Regions from separate parts of the Mus musculus genome. Here regions 1 and 2 are each linked to region 3. A link is a contact called in public HiChIP or PLAC-seq data. All regions are on one chromosome and are shown on one strand. The core of a region is the stretch at or near the end of the contact, and the rest is flanking DNA. Distances in the headings are between cores, read along the strand shown.

What was found. HiChIP or PLAC-seq counts read pairs in DNA pulled down with a chosen protein or histone mark.
Region 1: an H3K4me3 HiChIP or PLAC-seq map of embryonic basal ganglia shows a contact between it and region 3, with 5 times the contacts expected there. The contact joins two enhancer-like sites. A contact is called at or near these places in 1 of 115 datasets of contacts at active chromatin or transcription factors (embryonic basal ganglia) and 1 of 9 other capture datasets (embryonic stem cells).
Region 2: a contact with region 3 is called in an H3K4me3 HiChIP or PLAC-seq map of forebrain, with 7 times the contacts expected there. The contact joins the promoter of Sdk2 here to the enhancer-like site in region 3. A contact is called at or near these places in 6 of 115 datasets of contacts at active chromatin or transcription factors (embryonic basal ganglia, embryonic forebrain, embryonic midbrain and 3 more) and 1 of 9 other capture datasets (embryonic stem cells).

What each region holds. Positions count from the first base shown.
Region 1 is chr11:113,989,470-113,992,563 of GRCm38.p6, reverse strand. The region is part of intron 1 of Sdk2 (sidekick cell adhesion molecule 2); the gene reads left to right. Among named protein-coding and RNA genes, the nearest start is that of Gm51929, 50 kb to the left of the region's middle. Within about 2 kb of position 1,808, at least 88 of the 459 cell types and tissues checked have an H3K27ac peak or open chromatin away from gene starts, as enhancers often do. A contact at or near this core is called in embryonic basal ganglia, where this site is marked.
Region 2 is chr11:114,065,224-114,068,534 of GRCm38.p6, reverse strand. Sdk2 (sidekick cell adhesion molecule 2) reads left to right here and starts at 1,506. Exons shown (of 45, transcript NM_172800.3): 1 at 1,506-2,732. The coding sequence starts at 2,657.
Region 3 is chr11:114,595,631-114,598,973 of GRCm38.p6, reverse strand. All of the region lies in intron 1 of Gm31724 (a long non-coding RNA gene), which reads left to right. Among named protein-coding and RNA genes, the nearest start is that of Gm31724, 14 kb to the left of the region's middle. Within about 2 kb of position 1,618, at least 28 of the 459 cell types and tissues checked have an H3K27ac peak or open chromatin away from gene starts, as enhancers often do. A contact at or near this core is called in embryonic basal ganglia, where this site is marked.

The sequences.
Region 1 (3,094 bases), core at 559-3,058, 610 kb after region 3:
TCACTATAGGAAACCCTGGTATTAAATAGATGATATTCAGGGATAAGGCCTTGACATTGGAAATGGTGAGCCAGTATCAGCCTCCCTGTGGGTGGCGCCGCAAACTCCGAGCACTGGCTGCTGTGACCAGTTCCTCTCCTCTAGCTCTAGATCTCTGATGAGATCTAGAAAGAGCACACACCAGTCCTGGAGATTGGGTGTCTCAAGTTCAACACTGCTTCCGTGCCTAGAGGAGAGAGCCATGAGCTCGCTTCTCCCCCATCCTGCAGTCTATCCATTCAGAGAAGCACTGTGAAGCTGTGACACCTTCCCTGGACCCAAAGGATAGGGACGCAGTGTAGCACAGACTCAGCCCAGATAGTGCTCCTCCTCAACAGCTCCTCTGCCAGTGACTGTCCCTATCTCTGAGTGCCAGCCAGGAGACTGGGATGAAGCACTCGAAACGGAGAGGCTTGCCAGGCAAAGAATTAAAGTGCAGAGTAAATGAAACCAGAGCTAGACATGCCGGGGGCAGGGGGGGGGGGTCAGTTCCAAAGAAGCTCTGCCAGAGACACAGCCCACACCACCACGCCACGGCGGCTGGCACCACGTTAACATCAGCTGCAGGCTCTGCAATCAGCTGGGCCAAGTTCAAATCTTGCTCCCCCCACAGCCTACTATTGTGATCTGGCACAGACCACTTAAGACGTGTGTCTGTTTCTTCCTGTCACTGACATAGGTGTGGCCCAATGAATGGCAGGGCACTTGCCTAGTGTGTGCAAAGCTCTAGTTTGGATGCCCAGTACATAGAAAGAAGGAGATAAGAAATGTAAACATGGGCATGGCGGTGTGGATGCTAAGAAGTGAGTCCAGGTAGCAGGCAATGGACACCCAGTGCATGTGGCTCCTTGTAATGATCTGACTTAATATAGAGAGGCTAAAGACTGAGGACCAAGGGACCTATGTGCCATGAACCCTTATTCCTCCAGCAACAGGCTGGATCTATTGCACGGTGTCTCTGCCCGGCTTTCTTCCCTCCTCCCAAATGATGCTTAGCTCTGGTTTTGGCTCAGATCCATAGGATGCCAGTCTGAGAGGTTGGGAGCTCCTGGATTGCTCCGGCGGTGCAGATGACCCTGCATTGCTAGGCTCCTGTGTCACATCCATGAACACAGCAAAGGGAGTCAGAGGATCACCAGGAGAGACAAAGTGAGTCTGGGTTCACTCCACGACTCTCAGTGGCCAGGTGCAGACACACCCTCCAGCTGTGACTCCCGCCAGCCCCCATTCCCCAAAGCTTGAGGATGTCCACCTCCATCACCCCAACCCTGCCGCTGCTTATGACACAGATGTCACCAGTCCTCACCAAGCTGCCTTAACATGCGGGAATTCTATCTCAAATATGTTGCACAAATGAATAATAAAAACAAAGGAAAATTACCCTCTTTATTGAAACTCATTTTATGAATAAAACAATTATTCTGGTAATTGAAAAAATGTGTCGTTAAATTAAATGCAGTGGTTCCTATTAAAATTTTAGTGCGTTTTTGCTGCTGCTGGCTAGAGGCTGGTAATTATAGTCAAGAGTTTTGCTTTCTCTTTATTGTTTTTTAATCTCTCTGTGCTTCGGATCTCCAACGATATTTTATGTCAAAGAGATTTAGAACTGTGCCCCCAGAAAGGGGGGGGGGGATAAAGCTGGCCGGGGGGAGAGGCTAGCAGGGGGACTACAGCGACATCTGCTTCTGACTGGAGCTTGCCTGTCATTCCAGATGTCCAACAGTTTTGGTTGGTCTCCTCACCCATCTATCAGCCTGGCATCCAATCACAGCTCTCTTAATGCAGCTCCCGCCCCCTCCACTCTCTTCCCTGCCTCTTCTCAGTTTAACGGAATCTTCATGCTGAGGGGAAGCCTGGAGTAAGGTGCCCAGGATGCCTGGGTCTCACTGCCTCTTGGAATCTAGGTTCGGAAGGCAGCCTGGTGAAGTGGGTGGGATCAGCCTGCTAAGGCTCCTCCTTCCTTAGGGGCGGGGCCATCGTAGAAGGGTATGTCACCTTGGTGTTTGTAATCCTATTGAGGAGCAGGCATGCCCCTGCCCTTTCTACCACTTTATCCTTAACTGGCAGCCTAGCCTTTTTCAATTAAGTTGGGGGAAGGAAGGGAAGGAGGGCTGCATTGCAGCCTGCTTGGTATAGCATGGACCAAAGAGGAAAATGGGCAGGAAAATGCCCTAGAAAAGATCTAGGCTTCTTTTCCAGTCCCTACTGCACTCTCTACACACAAATAGCAGGCGAGCCCCCTTCCCCACCCCTCCCTCCTGGCCCAAAGCCTCACCGCTAGGCTTTGGCAGGAGCCTCAAGACTCCTAGGCTGACTTAGCCCCACTATGACTGCCCTTGATGTGTTCTATTTTTTCTGGCTCTGTTCTTTGTCTGGGAGATTGAGCTTCTGGTGGGCAAGGTCTCTGGCCGTGCGAGGTGCCACTGGGAGCTTGATGGATGGAACTGGGCTGGGAGCATCCTGACATTTATCTCTAAGACACCAGGAGCTGATTAGGAGCCAGATGTCGTTGTCCAGCGATGTCGGATGAGGCCTGGGTACCAGGCAGTAAGGAAGGCAGCGTGAGCCAGAGCCGGGCATGTCATCTTGCTCCCCTGTACCCACCTAGGCTATTCTTTCTTGGATCCATTTTCCTCAGCTTTGCTACAGTCAGCCTGAATTGCAAGGAACTCTCTTCTCAGTTCCTCGGGCTCTGAAGTTACCTGGCTGCAAGCTGGGTTTAGTAACAGGAGGCCCTGGCCAGATATGGGAAGCGGAGGAAAACAGATGCTGGGTTTTCCCCCATCTTTTATGTCTATACTGGCACTCCTGATGGCTATGTCTGGCTCATGACATCATCTCTTGGTGGGCTGTAGACTCACCCTGCTTCCTCCCAGACCCCAGCACCTTGAAGAGATTCAGGTTTTCTAAATTGTCAACCTCTTGGTTACTATGTTACCCCCATTTGGCTTAGCAGCCCTCCCATCACCCATAGATGGTTCCCTGGAGTAAACTTCAGTCTTAATACAACAGTTAGATCCTGTTTTCCTCCCTGGACTCTGGTCAGATACCCACC
Region 2 (3,311 bases), core at 257-2,756, 530 kb after region 3:
AGCTCTCAAGCGTGTAGTTCAGAGTCTGGGGCTTGGGGGTAGAGAGGCAGAATCTGGGTTTCTCAGAGATGGGAGGGGCGTGGCCACCTAAGGGGGAGAGATCTAGGCTGCTTATCCCCAAAGCCACTCCTCAGTCAAAAACTCAGTCGGATAACAAGCCCTAGGCCCGGACTAGGTTCAGACTGCCAGGGAGAAAGACAAAAGCAGGGTTTGAAGTGGACGAATGTAAAGCTGAAGACAGGCAGGCTAGGTTTTTCGTCTATTTCCACTAAATGCTCAAAGCTGTTCTTCCAAGGCAGGTGAGGAGAGAACAGTAGAGCGATGAGAGGTGTTCAGTGCCTGCGTCCATAGCGATGAGAAGAGGCTTGGGGACTGGAGAAGATGAGGCAGAGCTCTCGAAGTCAGTGAGATGCCTGAAGGGCAATGACCAGAACTGGAAGACCACAGGGGTGTGTCTCCGAAGACCTGGGCCCTGGAGGCATGAAGAGAAAAGCTGGCAAAGGTGACGGGCCTCAACCCTTCCTTTTCCAGCCGAAATACCAACCTTGCAAGACTGATTTTTTTTCCCAGCAGGCTCAGTGCCAGGGACTACACCGTCTTTTAGGAAACCCACGGAACTGTTTTAATTTCTTTTAAAATCAGGGGAAAAATTAAATGAACTTTTAAATGAAAGAAAATGTTTTAATATGTAGTAATATATTTGTTTTTACGCCAACACAGCCGCAAAATATTACTTTTAATATTTTTAATAGAGAAAAGAGCCCACGGAGGTAGAGGCGTCTGTTGCCTGTAAGTACAACTGTTAAAGGGGTCTTCCAGCTCCTGGCCTTCCCACACTAGAAGGTACATTCTGCTCCCTTCCCTGGGCCACGAGGGAGGACCCCTCTGGCTCTCTCCTTTGTGTCTCTGCTGCTAATGTGCCTTTAAAGGGGGAGCTCAGAAGAAGAAGAAGAAACAAAGAACGCACGAGTTTGGCACCAACTTCACTTTCTCAGCCTTCTGCAAGTCCCAGGCTTCCCCTTTATCTTGCTCTCCGCCCTGAGCGTTTCCAGACTTTTAAAGAGTCTGACCTGGGAAGGAAAAACTGGAATCAACCGGTTGACACCCCCCCCCCCCCCAACACACACACACACCCTTCCCAAACTGTTCTGCCTGGTCGAATCCAGAGGGGTACTGGGGGCTTCATCCTATGGGAGACTGGGATAAGGCCTTCTAGGGAGGAGTGAGGGTGGGCTGAAGCTAGAAGACCGGGCCAGAGAGAGCGGCTCGCTTGCAGCCCGCGCTACTGCCCTCCGGTGGGTCCCGGAGACGCCAGGCGTCCGCGGCCGCGCACACGGATTGGGTTTCTGCGGGGCTCGCTCCCGGGCCTGGCTCGGGGCCGCCGCCGCCCCCTCCCTGCGCGCAGGCTGCGCTCCAGTCGCGGCCACGGGGTAGCGCTCGGCCCCCCTCTCCGCGTCTCCGCCTCCGCCGCGCTCGTCTCCGGCTCCCGCTGCCCCCGCAGCTCCAGCTCGGCGCAGGCAGACTCTCAGGCTCGGCAGCAGAGCAGCTCTGAGGACGCTGAGCCCGGGCAGCCCAGAGCTCCAGGCTCTGCGAGGCAGCTGCTGCCGAGGTGGGCGAGCAGCAGGCGCGGCCGAGGCGCGGGAGCAGCCGTGGAGACTCGGGTCCCCGCGCCGGGCGAAAACGCCGGGGGGCCGAGGCGGCGCCGAAACCCCGGATCCCAAAGCTGCCGGCAGGGCTTTCCCGGTGCGGCTCGCGCCGAGCTCCATCCCGGGTGCGGCGGAGAGCAGGACCCGCCGGTCTCCTCCTCAGGATCGCCCGCAAGAGGCGCGGTGCCCAGGCGCTGGCTGGAACCTGGGCCGCCCAGCCGGGTACCCGAACCGGGCATCCATCCCTGCCCGCAGCTGGCGCAGACATGGGCGCACGGGGCTGCGCGCCGGGCCGTGGGACCCGCAAAGTTTGCTAGCCGGAGGTGCTCAGAGCCTAGGGCGAGCCCCGCACCGAAGCCCCAGGGGAGGTACCCCCGAAATCACTGAATTGGGCACGAGGACCGTGGAGCTGAGAAGGGTGGCTCGGCCCCGCTTAGATGCCTTCTGCAAAGTTAGAAGAGAAGAAAACTTCGGCTCCGGGGAGATTCGGACCGTTATGCTAACCGCGCCCCCCGAGCCCTGCGCCCCTTCTAAAAGACACCCGGCGCCCGCGCCTGCTACTGTGCTCCGCTTACATCAAGTCCCAGGGGCCCGGCGCCTGGAACCGCGGTGACTACGTCGGCCCGGGAGAACCCAACCAGGGGGCGGGGAGGGGCGGGAGGCGGGCAACGTGGCCACCAGGAGGAAGTTTCCTGAAGTTGTCCTCTGATTCGGGAGCTCATCCAGCGACCAGGCCGGATCGCAGGGGTCGCCCTGCCTATGAGACGTAGTCTGAGTCGGGGTGCTAAGGGATACAGGCACCCCGAATTTGAGAGGAGGCTTGGCCTCTTTCTGCTCTCCCCCTCGCTTTACGGAATAGCCAGCGCAGAAAGAGGGGAAAGCATTTGGGGTCGCCGGTGCGGCCCCTACGGGCATAGCGTCCAGGACTTGACCACACAGTCTCCCGGGACTCCAAAGGATTATAAAGCAACTCGCAAAGAGGGGGCACTTTAGAGGACCCCTCGGTCAGCATGTTCAGCAGCATGTGGAGGCTGCCGCTCTGGACTCTACTGGCCCTGCATCGGATCCACTCGGCCGGGGCCCAAGGTACGGTATGGGTGACTTTCTCCACGTGGAACTGGAGAAGGGGTTTGGGTGGGCAGAAGAGAGGTAACCCCCCTAAGACACCGCGTTTGGCCCAAGCTGGACCATCTCTTGTACGTCTCAATGCTCCCCGCTTCTTCGACTTTTGGAGCTCTGTTTGGGGTGGGGCAGTGTCTGATACTTCTGACCTTTCTGGACCGGAAAGGTGAGGTTACGGGGAGGTGGACCTTTGTGGATACTCTCTGGTCGGGGTAGGAGGGGCGCGTCATTCTGTGTCTTGGCTCCATTGAACTCCCTAAGCTCCTGGTCCTGCTTGACGTCCGAAAGGAAGGGCAAACCATGGCAGGCAGGCACTGTGTGGTCCCAGGGCGAGAAGATGGGGCGGGCAGAAGCTGGGAAGAAGCCGTAGTGGTGGCTCAGGGTGCCCGCTTGATTTCCCCTCAAGAGCAGATACTCTGGTTAGCCATGTATGGGAGCCCGCGCCTGGCTGCCTGGCCGGCCGTGGCCGCGAGAGCTGGGGCGGTTTGGCGGCATGGTCCCGGAGCCCAGCGGCGAGGACAGCGGCAGACCCAACCCCCACCC
Region 3 (3,343 bases), core at 369-2,868:
TTGTGTGTCTGTATGTGTATTTGTGTGTGTCTGTCTCTGTGTGCTGCGGGTGCGTGTGTATGGGATGCCAGAGACTGGTATCCAGTGTCCTCAGAGGCTCGCCACTATATTTTTTGAGACATGTTCCTTTGCTGAAACTATGCTTTACTGATTGGTCAGGGTGGGTGGCCCACGAGCCTCAGCGATCTGTTCATCTCTGCCTCTCACCCCATTCCCCAGCGCCCAGGGTACAGGTGCGTTCCGCTAGTCCTGGCTTTTACATGAATGCTGGGGATTGAACTCATGTTCTCACGCTTGCATGCTGGTCACTTTACTGATTGAGCCGTCTCCACAGCCCCTCAACTATTTTTTAGTAGTAGCTTTTAAAAATTACGTATCTATATATTATGTGTCATTCCTTAAATATAAAAAAAATATTTGTGTGTGTCTGTGTGTATCCGTATCATGGCTTGCATATGGTGGTGAGAGGACCACTTGCCAGAGCACTTGCTGGAGTGTGTTCTGTCACCCCACCATGTGATACCTGGAGACAGAACTCCTACCAGCAGGCTCAACTGCATCTGTGTTTTCCTGCTGAGCCATTTCCCTGGCCCAAGTTATAGTTCTTTATCTCTCCCTCCATAAATATCAATATTTGACCAAAGACTGAGGGTGAACTTCTCACGGGCCTCTGCTTGGTCGTCCCTCTCCTCCCAGTTCTTTTCTGCCCAGTGTTTGTGTCCCCAGTTTCAGCCGCACAGACTCTGCAGAGTCCAACGTGTCTTTTCTTGTCTCAGACATATCCTTTGCTCTGTTAGATTGCCTGATTTCCTCTGCTGAGGTTTGCAGACAGTCTTGGCAGTGAGCAGGGGGCGCCTAGTTTGTTTGTTTCTTTATAGCAGGGATCACTGTTATACCCTCTCTGTTGCCCAGTGTCTGAGAACAGTTTCCCCTATGTTTTGTCGTATTTCCTAGGTGATTACAGCAGAGCAGCAAGGCAAAAACAAATACACTTTACACTAACAGAACCTGATGCCGCTAGCTGCCAAGACATGAAGGCATTTCTCTCTCCTAATGCCAAGCTCGTCTCCGGTAGACATTAGATGAGAATCCTCTAATCCAACTCCGTCTGATGCTATCCGTCGGTAACAACCGATCCAGCAGGTCGGCAATCCTCAGCTTCAGTTGAAGACAGGTTGTGACCTGCACTCCTCACGGAAGAACTTGAGACCAGAGATCTTCCGGTCCCTGCCTTTAGGTCTGACTGATTTGCTAGAGTGTCCCACAGAACCTTGGAAAGTACATCACTTTGTTTGCTCGTGTTTGACAAGGGAGGCAAATGAATAGCCATATGGAAGAGATGCAGAGGGGCAAGCATGTGGGAGGAGCTGTGAGGAGGATCCATGCTGTCTCTGGGCTTCCCACCCTCCAGGCATCTGTGTTCAGCAGTCTGGAATCTCACTGGACCGAGTCCTTCTGGATTTTCATTACACAGGCATGGCTGTGTCCAACATTAGCCACCGCTGGTTTGCTAAACTTTCCCCCTATCTTTCCTCCCCAGAAGGAGGACTTGAAGCTACAGTCTTCTGATGCATGCATGGTTGGTTCCCTGGCAACCCCTTCTTGAGGCTACCCAGGAGCCCAACAAAAGTCTTCTCATTAGAACAAAAGGGTCTGCCTGTCACTGGGAATTTCCAAGGGATTTGGGAGCTGGACCCAGCTGGCTTTCCTACCACTCACAAAATGACAAGTGTGTTAGAGGCCACAGCCAGCACAGATGTTAGAACACAAAAGTCCCCAGATTCCCTCATCTACAAGAGTTCTAGGGACTCTGCGCCAGGGAATTGGGGCAGAGAGAAATATCTCTGTCTGTCAGTCTATCCACCCATCTATCTATTTGCTTTATTTTGAGACAGGGTCTTACAACATAGCTCTAGATGGGTCTGGGACTTTCTATGTAGACCTGGCTTTAAACGCAAAGAGATCCACCTGCCTGAGTGTTAAACGTGTATGTCATCATGCCTGGCTATAAATGTTGTATAACACTGGATAATTCTATCTGTCTGTCTGTCTGTCTGTCTGTCTGTCTCATTTCTCTTTCTGTGTGTGTGTGTTTCTCTCTCTCTCTCTCTTTGTATATATGTCTATCTATCTGTCTCTCTGTCTCCGTTTCTCTGCCTACGAATATGTATGTCTCTGCGTGTGTGTGTCTGTCTCTGTCTATCTCTGTCTCTGCCTCTCTCTGTGTATGTGTCTGTCTCTGCCTGTCTATCTATCTATCTCTCTGTCTCTTTGTGTATATGTATGTGTGTATGCCTCTGTCTCTCTGTCTGTCTCTCTGTCTCTCTGTGTGTGTAGGCATATGGAAGCCAGAGGAGGATGCTGGGTATCTTCTATTGCTCTCTGCCTTACTCCCTTGAGACAGTGTCTCTCACTGAACTGAAAGTTCACCATTTCTACTGGCCTATCTGGCTAGCGAGTTCCTGAAGCCCACCTGTCTCTGGAGCCATGTGTGGCTTTTACAAGGGTTCTGGAGGGTTGAACTCAGATCCTCATCTTTACACAGCAAGTGCTCTTATCCACAAAGCCACCTCTACATTCCTCCACCCCCAGGCGATTCTTACAACAGTTAATTCTCAGAAAGAGAGTATGTTCCACAGATTTTGATACATTTTCATCATCATTTAACTCATGTTTTCCGTTCCCCTCTGAGTGAGAAGCGTTCTGTTAATTTATAAATATTTGGGAGATATCTAGATGCCAACGTAGATATTTCTAATTCATCAGAAAGCACACTGCAATAGTCCAATGACTGAAATCTATCAAAACCCGTGCTGTAGAAGATAATCTATTTTGGTGGTGAATTCACGAGGGCTTGGGAGGAATATGTGTTCCAAAGTCGCTGGATGGAACACCACAAACATCAATTAGGTCAGATTGATTGACAGGGTTATTCAGAACTCCTTTATATGTGTTCATTTTAAAAAAGATCTTTTATCAATTATTCAGAGAGAGGCTTTGCAGCCTCTCGCTATGATTATGGGTCTATTTCTTTATGCGTGTCAGTGCATTTTCTTCTTAATATCTTTTGACAGCCTGTTATGGGGTGCATGCATTTTGAGGTTACTGCATTTCCTTGATATATAGATCAATCTATCCTCAAAGAATGTTCCTTCTTATGTCAGGTAATACTTTCCATCTTTTAATTTACTCCCCTCATGTCTATATAGGCACCTGCTCTTTCTAATGGGTACACTTCATACAATATAGCTTTTATTTTTTAAAAAAAGATTTATTTTATTTATTATATATAAGTACACTGTAGCTGTCTTCAGACACCAGGAGAAGGAATCAAGTCTTGTCA